2 separate regions of the Pan troglodytes genome follow, and region 2 is linked to region 1. The links are chromatin contacts, called in public Hi-C maps. All regions are on one chromosome and are shown on one strand. The core of a region is the stretch at or near the end of the contact, and the rest is flanking DNA. Distances in the headings are between cores, read along the strand shown.

Evidence for each region. Hi-C and Micro-C count contacts between places; a contact is called where the count stands out from the background.
Region 2: a Hi-C map of stem cell-derived neural progenitor cells shows a contact between it and region 1, with 4 times the contacts expected there. The contact joins the promoter of KISS1R here to the enhancer-like site in region 1. A contact is called at or near these places in 4 of 7 Hi-C or Micro-C datasets (blood, induced pluripotent stem cells, a lymphoblastoid cell line and 1 more), 1 of 1 datasets of contacts at active chromatin or transcription factors (stem cell-derived excitatory neurons) and 1 of 1 other capture datasets (stem cell-derived neural stem cells).

What each region holds. Positions count from the first base shown.
Region 1 is chr20:3,050,932-3,057,254 of NHGRI_mPanTro3-v2.0_pri, reverse strand. No RefSeq gene overlaps it. Among named protein-coding and RNA genes, the nearest start is that of MISP, 22 kb to the right of the region's middle. Within about 2 kb of position 3,289, at least 3 of the 24 cell types and tissues checked have an H3K27ac peak or open chromatin away from gene starts, as enhancers often do. A contact at or near this core is called in stem cell-derived neural progenitor cells and stem cell-derived neural stem cells, where this site is marked.
Region 2 is chr20:3,199,717-3,205,606 of NHGRI_mPanTro3-v2.0_pri, reverse strand. It overlaps KISS1R (KISS1 receptor), which reads right to left and starts at 2,502. Exons shown (of 5, transcript XM_016934502.4): 1 at 1,795-2,502; 2 at 880-1,004; 3 at 1-90. The coding sequence starts at 2,038.

The sequences.
Region 1 (6,323 bases), core at 2,040-4,539:
GTTGGAGGAACAGGGAGGAGGCCCGTGTGGCTGGAGCAGAGGAAGGGGGGACACAGGGAGGAGTGAGAGTAGAGAGGGGACTGGGCAGAGGAGGGGGAGACAGGGAGGAGGGAGAGGAGAGAGGGGACTGGGCAGAGGGGGAGACAGGGAAGAGGGAGAGGAGAGAGGGGACTGGCAGAGGAGGATGGGGAGACAGGGAGGAGGGAGAGGAGAGAGGGGACTGGGTAGAGGAGGAGGGGGAGATAGGGAGGAGGGAGAGGAGAGAGGGAGGAGGGAGAGGAGAGAGGGAGGAGGGAGAGGAGAGAGGGAGGAGGGAGAGGAGAGAGGGAGGAGGGAGAGGAGAGAGGGAGGAGGGAGAGGAGAGAGGGAGGAGGGAGAGGAGAGAGGGAGGAGGGAGAGGAGAGAGGGGACTGGGCAGAGCCTTGTGGGCTGCACGGAGGACTCGGGCTGCTACCCAGAGGGAAATGGGAGCCATGGAGGGCTGTGGGCAGAGCAGGGACACCTCCAGTCAGCCTCACAGGCGCCCTCTGGCTGCTGTGGAAGAGCCACCACACTCGGCCACTTCCGGCTAATTTTATTTATTTTTATTTTTATTTTTGAGATGGAGTCTCGCTCTGTCGCCCAGGCTGGAGTGCAGTGGCGCGATCTCAGCTCACTGCAAGCTCCGCCTCCTCCCAGGTTCAAGTGATTCTCCTGCCTCAGCCTCCTGAGTAGTTGGGACTACAGGTGCCCCCCACCACACCCGGCTAATTTTTTTGTATTTTTAGTAGAGACAGGGTTTCACCTTGTTAGCCAGGATGGTCTCAATCTCCTGCCCTCGTGATCCAAGGGCCTCGGCCTCCCAAAGTGCTGGGATTACAGGTGTGAGCCACTGCGCCCGGCCCTGCGGGCTCTGTTTTCTACCTCTAAATAGTTGGTCAGGGCCGGGCTCGATGGCTCACACCTGTAATCCCAGCACTTTGTGGGGATGAGGCAGGAGGATCACTTGAGGAGTTCAAGACCAGCCTGGGAAACATGGTGAGAACCCCATCTCTACAAATAATTTTTTTTTTTAGATGGAGTCTCACTCTGTCATCTCTACAAATAATTTTTTTTTTAGATGGAGTCTCCCTCTGTCACCCAGGCTGGAGTGCGATGGCTCAATCTCAGCTCACTGCAACCTCCACCTCCCAGGTTGAAGCAATTCTCCTGCCTCAGCTTCCTGAGTAGCTGGGATTACAGGTGAACGCCATCACACCCAGCTAATTTTTTTTTTTTTTTTTTAAGTAGAGACGGGGTTTTGCCACGTTGGCCAGGCTGGTCTTGAACTCCTGACCTCAAGTGATCCGCCCGCCTTGGCCTCCCGAAGTGCTGGGATTACAGGCATGAGCCACCGTGCCCGGCCCTGTCCAGGCTTTCAAGGAGCACTAAGCAAACACCATCCGGTTACGGGAATGAGAACGTGAAAGTGGCGGCAGGTGCGTTTTCTCCCTGGTGGGGCGAGGGCCGCGGCTGCATCCTTGGTGTTTGCCGCCCTCTGGTGGCAGCGTGCGTCGGCTCCTCTCCGGCTCACACCAGAAAGTCACATGGAAGTCATTGTCTGCTGAGAATTCGTTAATTTACTTGGTCAGAACCAACATTCATTCTTTTTTTTTTTTTTTTTTGAGACGGAGTCTCGCTCTGTCGCCCAGGCTGGAGTGCAGTGGCGCGATCTCGGCTCACTGCAAGCTCCACCTCCCGGGTTCACGCCACTCTCCTGCCTCAGCCTCCGGAGTAGCTGGGACTACAGGCGCCCGCCACCACGCCCGGCTAATTGTTTGTATTTTTAGTAGAGACGGGGTTTCACCATGTTAGCCAGGATGGTCTCAATCTCCTGACCTCGTGATCCGCCCGCCTCGGCCTCCCAAAGTGCTCGGATTACAGGCATGAGCCACCGCGCCCGGCCTCAACATTCATTCTTATTCCTCACTGATTTTCACCAGGTGCCCGGTGACCCTCATGACGTCCCCCAGGGCAGGGATGTCAATGTGGCGACTTCACTTACAGATAAGGACACTGAGGCTGGGAGAGGGGTAGGCCTTGCCCAGGGTCCCTCAGGGGCATGTGGCAGAGCTGGGACTCTGTCCTGGGCTTGGAGCCTGAGCTCCCAACACCGAAGGAACCTGAGGATGCTGTGTGGCACCTGGAACCAGCTGAGCCTGAAGCTGGCCCTACATTGATGTTTCAGTTACGGGAACCCATAAAGCCTGGTTTTGCCAAAGTCAGTCTGAGTTGTGTTTGCTTGTGTCCTCTCCTAAATCTCTTTATTTTATTTATTTATTTTTGAGACGAAGTCTTGCTCTGTTGCCCAGGCCGGAGTGTAGTGGCGCGATCTCAGCTCACTGCAACCTCCATCTCCCAGGTTTAAGTGATTCTCGTGTCTCAGCCTCCTGAGTAGCTGGGACTAGGCACGCGCTACCACGCCTGCCTAATTTTTTTAATTTTTATTATTTATTTATTTATTTATTTTTATTTTTTGAGTTGGAGTCTCGCTCTTGTTGCCCAGCCTGGAGTGCAATGGTGCGATCTCGGCTCACCACAATCTTTGCCTCCTGGGTTCAAGCGATTCTCCTGCCTCAGCCTCCCGAGTAGCTGGGATTACAGACGCCTGCCACCATGCCCAGCTAATTTTTTGTATTTACTAGAGACAGGGTTTCACCATGTTGGTCACGCTGGTCTCAAACTCCTGACCTCAGGTGATCCACCTCCTGCCTCAGCTTCCCAAAATGCCAGGATTACAGGCATGAGCTACCATGCCTGGCCCCTGCAGGGTTAATTAAAATGGAGTTGAGGCCAGGTGCCGTGGCTCATGCCTGTAACCCCAGCACTTTGGGAGGCTGAGGCGGGTGGATCATCTGAGGTCTAGAGTTCCAGACCATCCTGCCCAACATGGAGAAACCCCGTCTCTACTAAAAATACAAAAATTAGCCAGGCGTGGTGGGGGGTGCCTGTAATCCCAGTTACTCCGGGGGTTGAGGCAGGAGAATCGCTTGAACCCAGGAGGCAGACGTTGTGGTGAGCTGAGATTGCGCCGCTGCACTCCAGCCTGGGCAACAGCGTGAGACTCTGTCTCAAAAAACCAAACAAACAAAAAAGAGAATTCTCCTCCTTTCCCTGGCATATCATGATACACTGAGCCAGGAGGAAACCAGGAAAGAATATGAACTCCCTCCTGCTAGCAGCAAGCGCCAGCGGACAGTTTTGCCCGCCCCAAAGGCCTCTGTGATTGCTGTGATGTCCGCAGACCTTCCAGACACGCTCTCCCGCCCCTGGAAATTTCACTAGGAATTCGTCTAAACCTCTCACAGAGTAACTTCTGGAATGTGTCTGCTCAGCAGGCAGAATTCTGTCTGATTTTCCAAGGGGCTGACTCATTACAGGAATTAAACTAAATCTTTTTTTTTTGAGACACAGTCTTGCTCTGTCGCCCAGGCTGGAGTGCCGTGGCGCGATCTTGGCTCACTGCAACCTCCACCTCTCGGGTTCAAGCGATTCTCCTGCCTCAGCCTCCCGAGTAATTGGGATTACAGGTGCGCACCACTGCGCCCGGCTAATTTTTGTATTTTTAGTAGAGACAGGGTTTCACCACATTGGCCAGGCTGGTCTCGATCTCCTGACCTTGTGATCCGCCCGCCTCGGCCTCCCAAAATGGTGGGATTACAGGTGTGAGCGACTGCACCCGGCAAACTAAATCTTAAAAAAACAGGACAGAATAGGCGGGGCGAGGTGGCTCACGCCTGTAATCCCAGCACTTTGGGAGGCTGAGGCAGGTGGATCACCTGGAGTCAGGAGTTCGAGACCAGCCTGGCCAATATGGAGATAACCCTGTCTCTACTAAAAATACAAAATTAGCTGGGCGTGGTGGGGGCGTGGGCCTGTAATCTGTAATCCCAGCTACTTGAGAGGCTGAGGCAGGAGAATCGCTGGAATTCAGGAGGCAGAGGTTGCGGTGAGCAGAGATCATGCCACGGCACTCCAGCCTGGGCAAACGGAGCGAAACTTTATCTCAAACAAACAAAAGGACAGAATAATACAAGATGAAAGTGCACATTTTCTTTTTATTTTTAAATTAATTAATTAATTCTTTAGGACAGAGCCTTGTTCTGTCGCCCAGGCCGGAGTGCAGTGGCACAATCTTGGCTCAGTGCAACCTCCACCTTCTGGGTTCAAAGGATTCTCCTGCCTCGGCCTCCCGGGTAGCTGGGATTACAGGCGCCCACCACCACACCTATTTTTTGTATTTTTAGTAGAGATGGGGTTTCACCATGTTGGCCAGGCTGGTCTCGAACTCCTGACCTCAGGTGATCCGCCCGCTTCAGCCTCCCAAAGTGTTGGGATGACAGGCGTGAGCCACCACATCTTCCTCCTCTTGGTCTTCTGCTGAGTGAGCAAGTCCCCAGGTCCTTGGGGACAGATGTGAGGTGGAGCCCTGAGTGATTTGCTGAAGTGACTTCTGGGGTACAGGGGCTACACTGTTGGAGTCTGAAGTGTGTGGCAGGCTGGGTTATGTGGGGCTCAAATGTCTGAGCCTCGGTCTCTCCTCTGGACAGCAGGGTGGGGTGCCTTCAGGAGTAGGACCATCCGGGCTGTTACTGTAGCCCCTGCTGCCCCCCCACCCCGCTCTTGACTGAGGGGTCTGCAGGCAGTGACACCAGATCCCACTGGCTGGACTCAGCCTTGAGCAGCAGAAGCTACATCCTGCTTCTGAGAATTCTTTATGGCACAGGACAAAGAAAATCATGGCTGGGAGGAGAGCAGGTTTTAAGAATTTAGGATGAGGGCCGGGTGTGGTGGCTCATGCCCATAATCCCAGTAATTTGGGAGGCCGAGGCGGGCGGATCACCTGAGGTCAGGGGTTTGAGACCAGCCTGCCCAACATGGAGAAACCCCGTCTCTACTAAAAATACAAAAATTAGCCGGGCGTGGTGGCGGGCACCTGTAATGCCAGCTACGCGGGAGGCTGAGGTGGGAGAATCCCTTGAACCCGGGAGGCGGAGCTTGCAGTGAGCCGAGATGGCGTCACTGCACTCCAGCCTGGGCGACAGAGCGAGACTTCGTCTCAAAAAAAACAAAATACAAAAAAACAAATTTAGGATGAGACGGGGAGGGAGGAAAGCAAAAATCATGGAAAAAGAGAGAGGTCAGGAGGGACAGAAACAGGGAGATAGACGTGGAGAGAGAGGCCTGAACACCAGAAATGGACAGACAGACAGGAGAGATAAAGGGCTGGGGACCTGGTGTTGAGTCTGGAGGATAGATCGTGGCCTCTGATCCAGAGTTGGGGGTGGACATCACTTCCTGCAACGAAGCAGGCGGTTCTTCTTGAACCCAGCGCCCAGGGGCAGTGAGGGGCATTACGGGGTCAGGGGAGACCCTGCCGAGCCTCTGAGAACTGGGGCTGCTGTGGGACCATCTTGCTGGCAGGACGATGGGCAGGGTGAGGTGACCGTCCAACTGGGATGATGTGGGAATAATGCACCCCTTGGTGACGTGGTGTCTGGCAACAGGCCACAGCCAGGGCCAGGGACACTGAAGACGGGGACCCCGGCCGCGCACAGAGCCTTGCCCTTTGGTCTTGGCAGGGGGCTTGTGCAGGGCACAACCTGTGCAACAGTCCTGGGCGGCCCTGATTAGAGGTGACTGAAGGGTCACAGAGAAGGGGGATGTCGAGATCCTCTGTCGTGGGCAGAACAATGGCCCCAAAGACATCCCTGTCCTAATCCCCGGGACCTGTGGCCGTGTCGCCTCTCGTGGCAGAAGCACCTGCAGATGGGACTGAGTGATGGACCGTGAGACAGGAGAACATCCTGGGTGACATGGAGGCCCAGTGTCCTCACATGGCCCTCACAAGAGGAGGCAGGAAGGTGAGCCTGAGAGAGACGGGGAGAGATTGCTTTTTTTTTTTTGAGACAGAGTCTCACTCTGTCGCCCAGGCTGGAGTCCAGTGGCACCATCTTGGCCCACTGCAACCTCTGCCACCTGGGTTGGAGCAATTCTCCTCCCTCAGCCTTTGGAGTAGCTGGGATTAAAGGTGTGCACCACCGTGCCTGGCTAATTTTTGTATTTTTAGTAGAGATGGGGTTTGGCCACGTTGGCCAGGCTGGTCTTGAACTCCTGACCTCAGGGGATCCACTCACCTCGGCCTCCCAGAATGCTGGGATTACAAGCCTGAGCCACAGTTCCTGGCCTTTTGTTTTGTTTTGTTTTTTGAGATGGAGTTTTGCTCTTGTTGCCCAGGCTGGAGTGCAATAGCACGATCTTGGCTCACTGCAATCTCCACCTCCCCAGTTCAAGTGATTCTCCTA
Region 2 (5,890 bases), core at 1,253-3,752, 150 kb before region 1:
GCGGTGCAGGGCGCGCAACGGGAACACCGTCACGTACCAGCGGTCCACACTCATGGCGGTCAGCGTGGCACACGTGGCCTGCACCGAGACCTGCGGGAGCCGCCAGCCGGGCGTGTGGCCACCTGCGCGGTTGGGAGCCTGCCCTGTCCGCCCGCCCTGCTGATCCCCCTACGTGTGCGAACACTCAGGCACATACACGGGAAGTGTCCTGGGAGGAGTGTCCAGTGCGGGTTGAGGGGACAGAAGGTGGGGAGACTGGGAGAGGAGGGCAGGAGGATTGGGGAAGTGAGGGAGCCCTTGGGGGGCGGCTGATACCCCGAGTCTGAGACAGGGGGGCTGCGTGGGATGGAGGGACAGGCGGGGCAAGAAGCCTCAGGGCCTCAGTAGCCCTTCCTCACCAGTGACCCAGGTCCCCGTCTGCATCCCTCCCCCATTCCCGCCCCCCACTCCAGTTCTAGGCTGCACCACCGCCCAGCCCCTTCCCGCAAGCTGGGCACCCCAGCCCCTGGTTCTCCTATGCGTTGCCTCGCGCCCCGCCCAAGGTCCGTCCCCCCTTCCCACGTGGGCTCCCCCTCCCCACATGCGCCCGCCCCCCGCTCCGGAGCGCATCCCCTCTCCTCGTCCCCACGTGCGCCTCGTCCCCACGTGCGCCTCCTCCCCTCCTGCTCCAGAGTGCACCCCTGCCCCGCCCCACCATGCGCCCCCTCCCCTCCAGCTTCTGAGCGCATCTCCCTCCGTCCCCACGTGCGCTCCCTTCCCTCCTGCTCCGCAGCGCACCCCCCCTCCCCGTCCCCACGTACGATCCCCTCCCCTCCCACTGCGGAGCGCACCCCCGCCCGTCCCCAAGTGCGCCCTCTCCCCTCCTGCTCCGGAGCGCACCTGCTGGATGTAGTTGACGAACTTGCACATGAAGTCGCCCAGCACCCAGCCGGGCAGCGGGTACAGCAGGGCCGTGAAGGGGACGCAGCACAGGAGGAAGGTCACGTCCGTGGCCGCCAGGTTGGCTGCGGTGGGGATGCGCGGGCGCTGGGCGTGGGCGCCACTGGCCGCGGGAACCGCCCAGCGCTCCTGGCCCTGACCCCTGGCCCCCACCTTGGTCCGAGTGACCAGCAGGATGGCTCAGGGAGGCCCCCCCCAGCGCCCCTGGCCTCCTCGGGCGGAGAAGTTGGGGCGCCTTCTAGTAATTCCCCCTTACATCTCAAACATTACGCCTCCGGCTCGGATTTCCTGGCCATTCCGGCAGAAATCGGTTCTGCTGGGCCCTGTCCGGGCTGGGGGAGCCTAAGCAGGCCCCTGACCCTCTGAGCCTCAGTTTCCACAACTGCAAACTGGAGACAATGGTGCCGGCCCAGCAGCCACCGACTGGGCTCACAGCTGTGTGTGATAGGGGACCCCAGGACACAAATGCATAAACAGGCTCAGAGAGCCACCGGGGCAGGGGTCGCAAACGAAGGCCCGCGGGCCAAGCCAGCCCCTCCCCCAGCCCTTTGTTCAGCTGACACCGAGCCTTTGGCCCGCGCTGCACCGGGGCGAGCCCCGCGAGTGGCCAGGTCGAGGTTTCCATGTGCCACACTCCCCACCCTCCGGCCCGCCCGGGCCCGCCCGCGCTGGAGTTTGCGACCTCTAGCCTCAGGTGCAGGGACCACAGGGAAAAGATTCGAGGTGGGGGGGACCCCTGCAGGGGACCGAGCCGGGTCCGAGAGGGCCCCGATGCGTCGCGAGAGGGCGCCCCAGGCCGCTCGGCCCTCGGAGCCCCCGGGACGGCAGCAGGTGCGGCGCAGCGCCCGCACTCACCGATGTAGAAGTTGGTCACGGTCCGCATCGGCTTGTGGCGGCAGATGACGTAGATGACCAGCGAGTTCCCCACCAGGCCCAGCAGCATCAGCGCCGCGAAGAAGAGCGGCACGAGCCAGGCGTCCACGGCCCGCGGCGAAGGGACTGGGCCGTCCGAGGCGTTGGCGCCACAGCCCGGGCAGCCGGAGGCGTTGGCCGGTGCTCCCCAGGACGCGTTGGGCCCGGACGTAGCCACGGTGTGCATGGCCGCGCGCACCTCCTCCTCCCGGCCGCCCTCCAGGATTGCGCCCTGGCACCGCCCCGGGGACCCCTCCGCCCGACCGCCCGGGGGCTGCGCCTGTGGAACTCAGGAAGGGGCTCGGCCGGAGTCCGCAGGGTCCAGAGGGCAGCTGTGCTGGGCTCGGCGGCTCCTCTGCCGGCGCCGCTGCAGCCGAGCGTTTATAGCCCGTGCCCCCCTCCCCTGTCCTTGCCTTACCGCCTCTCCGGCAGCCGCTCGCCACTCCCTCCCCTGCCCACGCGCCCTCTATTCACCCAGCGGCAACCCCCCTATTCCCTCCTCCCGGTGCAAGGTCGGAGTGAGAGCGCGGGAGGGGGCTGAGGGGGGCGGAGCAGGCAGGGGGTGGGCCGCGTGGAGGCTGCTGTGGACCTGGAAGGACCGACCTTAACCAGCGAGTAGACGCTCAGCCCGGACTAGGAGCCCAGCCAAGGCGCGAACTCTAAGGCCTGTGAATATGGGAAGGGCTTTGACCCTCCTAGGGGCTGGGGCTCCAGGGGGTGGGCCCAGCCTGGCGGGGAGGCCAGCCCTCAGCGGAGACCCTGAGTGAGGATAGCTTGGGTTTGTCACCAGGACCCTGGAGAGCCATGGAAAGTTCAGGGCAGGTGAGGGAAGTCCCCGATCTGGCGGTTTGGGACTGAATGTGTCCCACATGACTGACAAGGGGTGTCTGATACCCGCAGGGACACTAGCAGCAGGAACCAGGTGGAGGGCACCTTGCAAAGGCCACAGCCTTATTATTATTATTATTATTACTGATTTATGTATTTATTTATTTTTTTGAGACAGAGTTTCGCTCAGGTCGCCCAGGCTGGAGTGCAGTGGCTCCATCTCGGCTCACTGCAAGCTCCGCCTCCCGGCTTCACGCCGTTCTCCTGCCTCAGCCTCCTGAGTAGCTGGGACTACAGGCGCCTGCCACCTCGCCCGGCTAATTTTTTGTACTTTTAGTAGAGTCAGGGTTTCACCGTGTTAGCCAGGATGGTCTTGATCTCCTGACCTTGTGATCCACCCTCCTCGGCCTCCCAAAGTGGTGGGATTACAGGCGTGAGCCACCGCGCCCGGCCTTTTATTATCATTATTGAGACAGGGTGTTGCTCTGTTGCCTAGGCTGGAGTGCAGTGGCACGATCTCGGCTCAAAGCAACCTCCGCCTCCCGGGTTCAAGCAATTCTCCTGCCTCAGCCTCCCGAGTAGCTGGGATTACAGGCGACTGCCACCATGCCCGGGTAATTTTTGTATTTTTAGTAGAGACCAGGTTTCACCACGTTGGCCAGGCTGGTCTCGAACTCCTGACCTCAGGTGATCCACCCTCCTAGGCCTCCCAACGTGCTGGGATTACAGGCGTGAGCTACTGCTCCCAGCCCAGCTAATTTTTTTTTAATTTTTAATTTTTTATTTTTTTGCAAATAAAGTTTTTTTAAATTTTTATTTATCTATTATTTTATTTTATTATTATTATACTTTAAGTTTTAGGGTACATGTGCACAATGTGCAGGTTAGTTACATATGTATACATGTGCCATGCTGGTGTGCTGCACCCATTAACTCGTCATTTAGCATTAGGTATATCTCCTAAAGCTATCCCTCTCTCCTCACCCCTTAAATTTTTTTGTAGAGACGAGATCTCACTAGGTTTCCCAGGCTTGTCTTGAACTCCTGAGCTCAAGCAGTCCTCCTGCCTCAGCCTTCCAAAGTGCTGGGATGACAAGCATGAGCCACCCAGCCCGGTCAGCACAACCTTGACCCCATAATCCCACAGCTGGAAGTGTACCCCAGGATGACATCAAGGAGGTTCCCCCAAAGTCCATCCTGCAACAGAGTTCCAAGATGTTTGGTCATCATGGAGTAATACACAGCGAAGAAAAAGGTGCTGCCATTTGCATAAAAAAAGACAAAAAAGGGAGGAAAATAAATGAATAGGCCGGGCACAGTGGCTCATGCCTGTAATCCCAGCACATTGGGAGACCGAGGCAGGTGGATCACTTGAGGTCAGGAGTTCCAGACCAGCCTGGCCAACGTGGTGAAACCTGGTCTCTACTAAAAATACAAAAATTACCCGGGCATGGTGGAGGGTGCCTGTAATCCCAGCTACTTGGGAGGCTGAGGCAGGAGAATCACTTGAGCCCAGGAGGTGGAGGTTGCAATGACCTGAGATTGCATCACTGCAGGCTGGGTGACAGAGCGAGACTCTCTCCAAAAAAAAAAAAAAGAAGAAGAAGAAGAAGAAGGTACAGACAGGACAGGCCCCTGAAGGGAAGCCCTGGAACCCAGAATGGGAGGAAGGCCCAGGAAGTTCTCTGGAGTTGCCTCCCTCTCTCACGAATAAATGTTCAGGTCCATTCTTTGAGCATCTACCCTTACCCTGTGCCTGATGGATGGGGAAACCACTCATTCCCGATGCCCAGCTCCCCTGCCAGTCACTCCTGATCCATCTCTCCATTGTCGTTTTTCACCTCTTTGCACATTTATCTATAGGAATCTCACAGTGCACGCTTTTTTGTGTCTATCTATAGTTTCTCATCCTTTTCTTTTTCCTCCTTACTCTTTCTTTCTTTTTCTTTTCTTTTCTTTTTCTTTTCTTTTTTTTTTTTTTCTTTTTTTTTTTTTTTTTGAGACAGCGTCTCGCTCTGTTGCCCAGGCTGGAGTGCAATGGCATAATCTCGGCTCACTGCAAGCTCCGCCTCCTGGGTTCACGCCATTCTCCTGCCTCAGCCTCCTGAGTAGCTGGAACTACAGGCGCCTGCCACCATGCCCGGCTAATTTTTTGTATTTTTGGTAGAGATGGGGTTTCACCGTGTTAGCCAGGATGGTCACAATCTCCTGATCTCATGATCCACCCGCCTTGGCCTCTCAAAGTGCTGGGATTACAGGTGTGAGCCACTGTGCCTGGCTTTTTTTTTTTTTTTTTTTTTTTTTTTTTGAGACAGAGTAGAGTCTTACTCTGTGGCCCAGGCTGGAGTGAAGTGGACGGCTCCCTGCAACCTTTGCCTCCCATGTTCAAGCGATTCTTGTGCCTCAGCCTCCCATGTAGCTGTGACTACGGGTGCATACCACCACGCCTGGCTAATTTTTGTATTTTTAGTAGAGAGGGGGTTTCACCGTGTTAGCCAGGATGGTCTCGATCTCCTGTCCTTGTGATCCGCCCACCTCGGCCTCCCAAAGTGCTGGGATTACAGGTGTGAGCCACCGCGCCCGGCCCTTTCTTTTTATTGTAGAGATGGGTTTTCATCATGTTGCCCAAGCTAGTCTCAGACACCTGGACTCAAGTGATCCACTGGCCTTGGCTTCCCAAAGTGCTGGGATTACAGGCGTGAGCCACCACGTTGGCCACCAGGCCTAATTTTAGAGAAGAGTAAACTGAGGCTAAGCAGGGGAAGGGGTTGCCTAGCCGAGGCTCCAGGGCTGGGAGGGGCAGGTGGAAGGAAGGCTCGGGCAGTTTTAATTTCCGCCATCCTCTGCCTCCAAAAAGAACGTTCCCTCCCTCGTCGATGCCCAGGCCTTAGTTTCCCTGTCCGTGTCTCCTCGCCTCCCTGGGCTGGATTCCTGGCTCAGTCCGCAGCCCGGATCGGGACGCCGGGTTGTGGTTGAGTTTTCGACCCCTCGCCTAGGTGTCCCTCCTTCCCGGAGCTAGATTTCTGGGTGTAGGGATCGTGGCCGGCCCCGCCTCCCGCCTCAGTCTCCCCTTTCGTCCCCCCAGGTGCTGGATCCCGGCCCCGCCTGCCTCGGTTTCCCCGTTCGTTCCCTGTTGGCTGGATCCCCGCCCCGCGCGCCTCGGTTTCCCCGTTCGTCCCCCCAGGGGCTGGATCCCCTCCCCGCGCGCCTG